Linked DNA regions of Bos taurus: region 1 is linked to region 2. A link is a contact called in public Hi-C data. All regions are on one chromosome and are shown on one strand. The core of a region is the stretch at or near the end of the contact, and the rest is flanking DNA. Distances in the headings are between cores, read along the strand shown. Region 1 has its middle 26 kb from the start of MED21. Region 2 overlaps STK38L (serine/threonine kinase 38 like).

Region 1 (4,903 bases), core at 284-2,783, 170 kb after region 2:
GAATATATTATCATTCTGGCCTTGTGACTAAAGATAAAAAAGTTGAAACAAGCAAAAAAAAAAAAAAAAGTGGAATTATTTGTCCATGTGATTGGAAGGGGCTGGGATGCAGTCATAATCTAATTAACTTGAGTTTCCAGGACTCACTTTGTCTCCCCATCTCCAATTTTTTTTCTCTTCTTGCTAACCTACTTCAGGGAGGATTTTTTTTCACATGACAGAGCTATTGGCAGTTCTTGATCACAGTCTTAAAATGAGCATATAAAAGTCTTTTTACATTTATGATTTCATTTTACTATGTGGCTGAGTTCTCTCATTACCGCACTGGTCTTAACTAGGTTGTCTATATTTAGGCAGATTGTTCTGCTGTTTGCAAACTAAAGGCAATCCTTCTTGCTAGAGAACCTGGAGCAAACGTAGAAATGACTAAGCTGATTATCATAAAGTACTATGAATGGTCAGGACCATGGAGATCATCTAGTCCACTCATTCTGTGTTCATTTAACCTTTGTCTAACCTGTCCTCGTATAACTTTGATCTAACTTTCCCTGGTGGCTCAGATGGAAAGGAATCTGCCTGTAATGCAGGAGATCCAGGTTTGAGCCCTGGGTCTGAAAGATCCCCTGGAGAAGGGAATGGCAACCCACTCCAGTATTCCTGCCTGGAAAATCCCATGGACAGAGGAGCCTGGAGGGCTACAGTCCATGGGATAGCAAAGAGTTGGACACAATTAAGCGACTAACATTAACCGTCTAGCATCCTTCCCAAGATGCTGGCTTACCCGTCTCTTGTTCTTGTTCAGATAATGCCTTAAAAATCTTTCCATTTTTATTAAGAATTTTCACAAACTTACTCTTATTCTGGACTTTAGTCTTTGCAGCCATCCTACTGTCTTTTTACATTTCTCCTACTTTTTCTTCTTTGGAATTTTTCACATTTATGCAATGAGATAATGTTTTAGAGTGTTCTCCTTTTTTTCCCTATTACATATGGTATTTCTTTGAATTTTTGTAAATCTGCTTTGTCAAACCTATCAATTCTGTTGGGATGTAATTGTTGTTGTTTAGTCACTAAGTCATGTCTGACTCTTTTTCAACCCCATGGACTATAGCCCACCAGGCTCCTCTGACCATGGAATTTCCATGGCAATCATACTGGAGTGGGCTGCCATTTCCTTCTTCAGGGGATCTTCCTGACCCAAGGATCAAACCTGCATCTCCTGCATTGGGAGGCAGATTTTATTTCATAGTAATTTCCCTGATATAATCAGTCTTTTCTTTCTTATCGGTGGGAAAAAAATTAGAATGTTGAGTTTCCCTTTGATTTTCTCTACTTTCTAAGAATGTTTCAGTTAGAGTTCTCGCAACAAAGAAAATAAATCTAATTTGCTTAAGGAGAAAAATAATTTGGGGAGGGGTTGAAAGTTACACAATAGGCAAGAAGACCAAATAAACAGACTCAGGCAGGAACATACATGGACAAAGTGCAGCTAAGACCCTGCCAAAAGAGCCATCTGTGTAGGGTGCCCTATTGGCACTGGTCCTGCTGGAGAGTCACAGCTGTGCTGCTGGCATCTGCTCCCTCTGGACACTTAGCCTAATGCCTCTGAACTCACGGTGTCTCTGTAGATACAGTAAAATTTGTTCAGTCATGTCCGACTATTTACAACCCCATGGACTGTAGCCCACCAGGCTTCTCTGTCCTGAATTATCAGAATTAGCTATTAACTTGGACAGCCAGGAGATCAAACCAGTCAATTCTAAACGAAATCAGTCCTGAATATTCACGGGAAGAACTGATGCTGAAGTTGAAGCTCCAGTACTTTGGCCACCTGGTACAAAGAGCTGACTCACTGGAAAAAACCCTGATGCTGGGAACCATTGAGGCCAAGAGGAGAAGGGGCCCATACAGGATGAGATGGTTGTATGGGATCATCAACACAATGGGCATGACTCTGAGCAAACTCCAGGAGATAGTGAAGGACAGGGAAGCCTGGTGTGTTGCAGTCCATGGGTCTGCAAAGAGTGAGACACAACTGAGCAACTTCAACAACTATTAACTAACCAGAAAGACTGTCCTTCCCTCCAGTTTCCATATCAATCAGAGCTCTTCATTTTTTATTTCTCCCCTTGTGATTCTCTCAAAGAAGATGTTCATGTATTGGGCTACCAAAACAATAAGCGACCATTATAAAAATATCCAAGAAATGCAAGGATTTGTCAGTGTCATTTCTTTAACATAATTAGTTTTCAGGGTGTTGGTATGTTTGAATTCCTACATTACCACTCTAATCTGTCCTCTGTAGTTTTCAGAATTCATGAGGAAAACATCTTTTATATAATTTATTATCCTATGGCCTCATTATAATCTAACGAAAATAGCATTTTTGTTTGGCCCTGTTTTTATCCTAGTCTGAGGTCTTATGAAAGGTTAAAACTGTGTTTGGTGGGGAGAAAATTACCAAATAAAATTGAGAAGCACTACAAACTCAAAGTGTAGAAGCACTACAAACTCCCTTTTGAAAATTTTCAAACACAATAGCGTATTAAAGGTTTAGAGAAATCGTGAAGTAAAACAAATTTTTAAGGTTAATTAAAATCAATGGATTTTAATTTAAAATTAATTAAAATTAAATGAATTTAATTTTAACTCAATTTTTACCTTTCTTATTCGAGTATTGTTATAGTTACTTGACTGTTGGTCTTCAACTTCATACTATTCTCCTTCCTGCCTCTCAGGGGTTGGAAGCCTGAAAACCACATCTCCCAGACTCTCCCATCTGCTGGGTCTGATTAGGTTCTGGCACAGAAAGTCCTGGCAAGAGGTTAGAAAGCAGGAGGAGCCAAGGAACCCTAATTTCCTCCTCTGCTCTGGCTCCGGCAGCCAGCCAACTGGCCATGGCAGGTCATCACGGGCCACACAGGTTGCTGTAATGGTGGCATGGTCATAGCAACAGCGCCAGAGGACAAGTAGCAGCTCCAGCAGCAAGCCTATCAGCAAAAGCCAGAAAGCTGGTTTCCAGAATCCTGAACCATCACTTGGACTGCTGGCTTCACGTGAAGTAGCAGCTGTGGTGGTTCCAGCAGCAGTGCGGCAGTGATGCTCTCAAAGTCTCAATAGCACAGCACTCACAGGATTCAGGCAGCATCCTTTTCCCTTTCGCTCCTCCTGCCATGCAGGTTGACAGCTTCCTGGACTTACTGATATCTGGGGAGCGTCCTTTCACCTCTTTGAACCTTCAGCCCTTCTAACACTTTTGCAATCTCTATATTAAAGGCTAAAGGCTGAGTTGTTTCCACTGTTCTGGTTAGACACGGAAAGATACAAACAGTATTTCCCTCCCAGCAAACATAAGAACTTTCATAACTACAGTATTCTGCCTGACGTTCCAATACTTTGGCCATCTGATGCCAAGAGCCAACTCATTGGAAAAGACCTTGATGCTGGGAAAGATTGAAGGCAGGAGGAGAAAGGGATGACAAAGAATGAGATGGTTGGATGGTATCACCAATTCAATGGACATGAGTTTGAGCAAGCTCCAGGAGACGGTAAAGAACAGGGAAGCCTGGTGTGCTGCAGTCCGTGGTGGTGTAAAGAATCGGACGCCACTGAGTGACTGAACAACGAACAACATTCTGCTTGACATGGTTTAGGAAAGGCAAACATCCCAAATCATCTCTACCTTTCTTCTGTTCTCTAGTTGTTGATTTTTCTATACATAGGTACTTTGACTATTTACAATGAGTGAGAAAAAATGGGAAGAAATTAAAAGTGGAGTTACAGTAAGATCTTCTATTTTCTTTAGTGTGAATCATCATGTGTGCTTAAAGATCAGATTTATAAATAGGGATACCAAATTCCAAATCCTTGGTGAAGTTTACTAAGAGAAACTAACATTTCACAGATGAGCCAAATGCTCCTAAGTGTAAAAGTTTTGGTTCTCAAATATCTTAAGGAAAACCATACACATTTCAGCACTGTAATAAGAGTCAACAAGCTGGAACCAGTTTTGCCCTTTAAGGCACTTCAAAGGAAAGGTGTACCTCAGCCACTCCTATTCTTTTTTTCTAGAAGGTAAATAAAAGTGACTAAAGCAACTGGTAATCCCAAGCCTGTATTTTTCCTATGTGGACAAAAAAGACCTCATAAGGATTTTGAGTTTCATTATTCATAATGAGCCCCTCCTTTTATTCTTATAACATGCCAAGCTTGTTCCCAGTGCCTGAGCCCTGGCTCAGTTGGTTTTTTTTAATGATCAAAGTCCCAGCTAAAATTGCCACCCCCACAGATAGGTCTTCCCAGACAACTGCACCTGACTTCCCCACCACACCCCAGCATCTCTCCTATCAGCCTGTATCCATCACCCTGTTTTATTGTCTTCTTAGCTCCTACTTACACTATCTGAAATGACCATTCTGATGTATTTGCTTGTTTGTTAATTGCTCATCTCCTCACTCCAGAATGTGATCTCTTTAAAAGTAAAGACCTGGTCTGGCTCACTCATCGCCGTATCCCAGAGCAGTCCCTGCACACACTGGGGATGCTACAAATATTTGCATCATGAATGAAAAACTAGCTGACCTCTTCTATTATAGTCAGCTGTATTATAGGCCACTCTGCTGGACTCTCTACCATGCTAAGACAGTCCCTGCTCTCCAGAATTTTGAGAAACTACCACATCCAGTGTGACCCAATTATCCTAAATATAAAGTTTGGGTCCATAAACAGCTACTGATAGAGATGGATCTTAGTACCATGTGAAAGTAATAAAACAATATATTTTTTGTTGTTCATTTGCTAAGTCATATCTGACTCGTGGACGCCATGGTCCCTTGGGTCACAAAAGAGTCAGATATGACTTAGTGACTAAACCACCACCACCATGGACTGTAGCCCACCAGCC
Region 2 (4,561 bases), core at 239-2,738:
TGGCATATAACTTCTTAAAAATATGAAATTGCAACAACAAAAAAATAATTATACAATGAATCCTTTAAAATATCCAAGTCAAGAATTTCACAATTCATTATACAAAGATTACAAGAAATACTATTAAAGAAAAATTGTGAACTACCTGAAGCTTACACTTGGAATGGGCATTTATTTAATTGTTCTAAACCTTGCTTTTCCTTCCCCTCATGAAACAAAATTCTGCTTTTTGACATAGAATTATGTCAAATTAGCTCAACCTGGTAGAGGTCACATAAGACTCTTGAGAGTCCCTTGGACAGCAAGGAGATCAAACTAGTCAATCCTAAAGGAAATCAACCCTGAATGTTCATTGGAAGGACGGATGCTGAAGCTGAAGCTCCAATACTCTGGCCACCTGATGTGAAGAGCTGACTCACTGGAAAAGACCCTGATGCTGGTGAAGACTGAGGGCAGGAGAAGAAGCAGGCAGCAGTGGATGAGATGGTTGGATGGCATCACCGACTGGGACATGAACCTGAGCCAACTCCAGGAGATAGTGAAGGACAGGGAAGGTCTGGCGTGCTGCAGTCCATGGGGTTGCAAAGAGTTGGACACAACTTAGCAACGGAACAATAACATAGTGGAGGTCACACAGAATGGGTAACAAACAAAATCAGTGAAAAGATCAAGCCCCAGTTCATCTTCAACTGGACCCTATCAAGCATGCAGAGGTTCAGGTCTGAAAGAAACAAGTCGAAATGACTGAAATGGTTCAGAAGCACTGTTCCTAAATGTAGTTCAAGATATAACCACTGAATAGCCCCTTCCTACCCCTGTGTGCAACTGTTTCCAAATTGGTAAAGTGAATTATTAATTAGAAATATGCAAGTATGCATCATCAACACAATGGAATTCTGATACTTCTAACAAAGTCTACAAAAATAAAATCATGAAATTATGTCTTCAATCTAAACACCTTTAAACAGCTAAATGAAGTCACACCAGTGGTGAAAATAGTGAAGAACTTCTTTGTTTAAAAATGCCTTTTGCATCAATAATGTTGAAAAATGAATTATTAGTAAAACAAAAGGATAGTTCAGAAGTAGCTTGTTATAAACTCTGACTCTAACTTAAAAAGGCCACACGGTGGCATTATAACACCAGTTTTCAAAGAAGCAAAGACCCTTTTAAAAATTACACAAATGGTTAATACAAGAATTCTGAAAGGCAGGCTGAATTTCTGGCTTTATGGATTTAACAATGTACAGTTGGATGCAGACTCCAACTTGTCTAATCTGAATGGAAAAGACCTCATCACAGTTTCATAAATTATGCTCAAAGTCGACAGACAAGAGAGGCAGTCAAAGAAAGTAATGCTTATTACTATTTGACAGGTTGTGTAGTGTAGTAAGTAAACAATATTTATGTAGTCAGGAGACAGCTATTAAATGGTGAAAGGGAGATCACAGTGTATGGAATATACAAACCTATGAAGAAGGGAAATCACCTATGACACTGTCATAGTACTTTAAAAACAAAAAAACCTATCCATAGTATCAAAGTCCACACTGTAGTCCAAAGAGAGTTGAAACAAGTTCACATTTCTTAAAAAACTGATGAAAAAAGCATGTTGATATATCTGCTCACAACTTGTGTAAATCAAGTCATCTTGGAAAGCAAATAAAGTTATAATCATATTTTTGGTAATCATATTCTTTCCTCTTGAAGATGACAACAGAAATCTACGGGCAGGCTTAACATTTCAAGGCTCTCTTGCAGCTTAAACTTGTGCAGTTTGGTTTTCCCTTACAGTAAATAATATTCTATGTTAGGCAGGATTTAAAAGGAGATAGAACTAGAAATACACCATTTTCTTTTTTTTTCTCCATTCCTCTTCAAATGAGTGTTCCTCAAATGCTCATTTTGCAGGGTGCTCAATTTTTGTAGAAGACAGTGTACACAGAAGTTTTAAGATATGGAATACATCAGGTAACAACTTCATCTCTTATAAATGTTTCTCATGGCTACATTTCACAAGTTAGTTTCTATTACAGAATGCATTAAGGATAAATTTATTTTTATAAAACAATTTTACTTTGAAAAGATCCACCCCACATAAAGACAGTTCCAGCACACTGTACATTCTTTCAGAGACCATGTCTATTTGTGACAGTCTAGGGCTTAGCATGGGGCCCAACAAGAAGCATTTGTGAATTCTAATATCTTTACTGAAATTTTTGGATGTTTTTATACATGGTTATTTTAGGCCACTGAGAACTTTTAGAGCCTCACATTTTCTGTGAGTTACAGAGAATTAAAGAGAACAATTCTAGATGTACTTAGTACCTCCTGGTGTGGATGAGAGGCTATACTCAACTCTTACATGCATGTGATTTGGCCCCTAAGTTGTTTTTAAATCATTCTAACTTGCCAATATTTTGAAAAGGCAAATGATGTCATACAAGTCCAGATTTCCAGCTTCTCTTGAAAAGCAGAACTTGGCTTCACTGGGCCAACAGGATAGCCCTGAAACCAGGCCACCTCCATCCACCCCAGTGCCAGTCATGGGAAACCGGTATAATCATGCTGGTGGTCTTGTTTTCTTTCAGCAAAGTGAAAAGTGGTATTCTTTATTAAAAGATAAACTGTGAGGAGAAAATCTTTAGAACAAGACAAAAAAATCTATTTCCTCGTGGAAATGAAAAAAAAAAATTAAGTATGTAAAATATTTTAGATCAAAAGATGAAATGTCCCTAGGAAACCAATGTGGCCAGCCTCTCTTGTTTATGACACTTGCTTGGCCTTTGGACATCTGCTTTCATATAGTTCATTTTTAAAGTGCAATATGCTGCACATATTCATTACTTTGAATGTACCTCTTAACAATCATGTAAATTCTACCTATTTCCTTAGGATTCAAATCAACTGTTAATTCTTCCGTGAAACCTTTTCTGATCCCCTGAACTAGGAAAAAATCCCTCCATATTTTCAAAGTTTGCCACATTCTATCATGTATACCTATTTGTACACGTACACACATATAATCTCTCCTTCTAATCTATGAACTCTTTAGGGAGAGATCCACTGTCCATTTGTTCATTTACCAAATATTTATCCCAGCCCTCTGCCAGCCCGGATCACGTAATGCTGAATAGATGTCATGGAGTTTCTACTCTGGGAAGATGGTTTTAAGGCTGTCCCAGGGACAAGAACAGTGTACTGTCCCAGTGGACGTGTTGCCTAGAAAGAGACAGAAAGCATCGTGAAGAGTAGTGGAACTCAAGCAGGCAGAAGGCAGAGTTCCAAGCAGCAGAGATGCACAGAAGAAAGTCTACAGGCAGGAGCAAGGAAATGAAAATAATTCTATCCCATTGAGCAGCCTGGCGGTGGGGTGACAAGAGATAAGGTGAGAGAAAGGGAAGCAAAAGCCAAATTATAAAGGGACTTGTATATCCACTCACGTTACGAGTTGGCCTTATCCTGAGAGAACATGGGAGCCAGTGAAGGGTATTAACAAAAGAGTGACTTGGTCAGATCTGGGTTTTGACAGGTAACCCTGGTTGCAGTGCATAGGAAAACTGGGGGTGGGAACATAGCTGAGAACACAAGACAGACTAGCTGGGGGCAGTGAGTCTTCAGGTGAAATACACAGCCATTTACACGACTGGGTTCCAGGCACCAGACTAGTGAACCAGGAGGTTTTAAGAAACATGCAGGAAAATTTAAAAGAAGATTTGGCAATTAACTGATTCTTCTGGGAGCCCTCTTTTCTTATTCCTCACACCTAGAATACTGTAGATACTATTCACGGAATATATGTTCTTAGAATTAAAAAAAAGCTTCCCCCTTTCAAAGATTTCCATCATAGCAACACAGTAAGAAGAACCACGTTCAAATATTAAACCCACACTATCTAAATTATAAGATCATGTGTGCATTCTAAGTCACTTCAGTCATGTCCAACTCTTTGTGACCCCATGGACTGTAACCCATCAGGTTCCTCTATCCGTGGGATTCTCCAGGCAAGAATACTGGAGTGGGTTCCCATTCCCTTCTCCAGGGGATCTTCCTGATCCAGGTATCGAGCCCGTGTTCTCTTATGTCTCCTGCATTGGCAGGAGGAATCTTTACCACTAGCGCTAATACTTGAAAAAGCCACTGGGGTAGCTTTTGTACAGTTATTATAGTTTCCCCCTTTTTATTGAGAGGTAATTGACATATAATATTGTGTAAGTTTAAGGTATACAATGTGGTAATTTTTCTCCCCACCCTTTGGCCATGCATGCCATGTGATCCACAGGATCTTAGTTCCTCAAAGAGGAATCAAACCCAGATACCCAGCAGTGGAAGCATGGGGTCCATCACCAGGGCATCTCCTACAATGTGATGACTTGATACAAGTGAATATATATTGTGAAATGTGGACCACAATAAAGTTAGTTAACACATCCATCACATCACATAACTAAATGCTATTTTTTTTTTGTAGTGAGAGCATTTCAGATTTAGTGACTTTCAGGTATATAACAGAGGCATTAGTCATAGTAATTACAGCTTACATTACCTCTTCATCTGCTAA

The links. Hi-C and Micro-C count contacts between places; a contact is called where the count stands out from the background.
Region 1: a contact with region 2 is called in a Hi-C map of liver, with 3 times the contacts expected there. The contact joins two enhancer-like sites. A contact is called at or near these places in 2 of 11 Hi-C or Micro-C datasets (liver and skeletal muscle).

Annotation. Positions count from the first base shown.
Region 1 is chr5:82,754,133-82,759,035 of ARS-UCD2.0, forward strand. No RefSeq gene overlaps it. Among named protein-coding and RNA genes, the nearest start is that of MED21, 26 kb to the right of the region's middle. Within about 2 kb of position 1,534, at least 7 of the 102 cell types and tissues checked have an H3K27ac peak or open chromatin away from gene starts, as enhancers often do. A contact at or near this core is called in liver, where this site is marked.
Region 2 is chr5:82,583,268-82,587,828 of ARS-UCD2.0, forward strand. It overlaps STK38L (serine/threonine kinase 38 like), which reads right to left. Exons shown (of 15, transcript NM_001101092.2): 4 at 4,547-4,561. Among named protein-coding and RNA genes, the nearest start is that of ARNTL2, 28 kb to the left of the region's middle. Within about 2 kb of position 1,489, at least 2 of the 102 cell types and tissues checked have an H3K27ac peak or open chromatin away from gene starts, as enhancers often do. A contact at or near this core is called in liver, where this site is marked.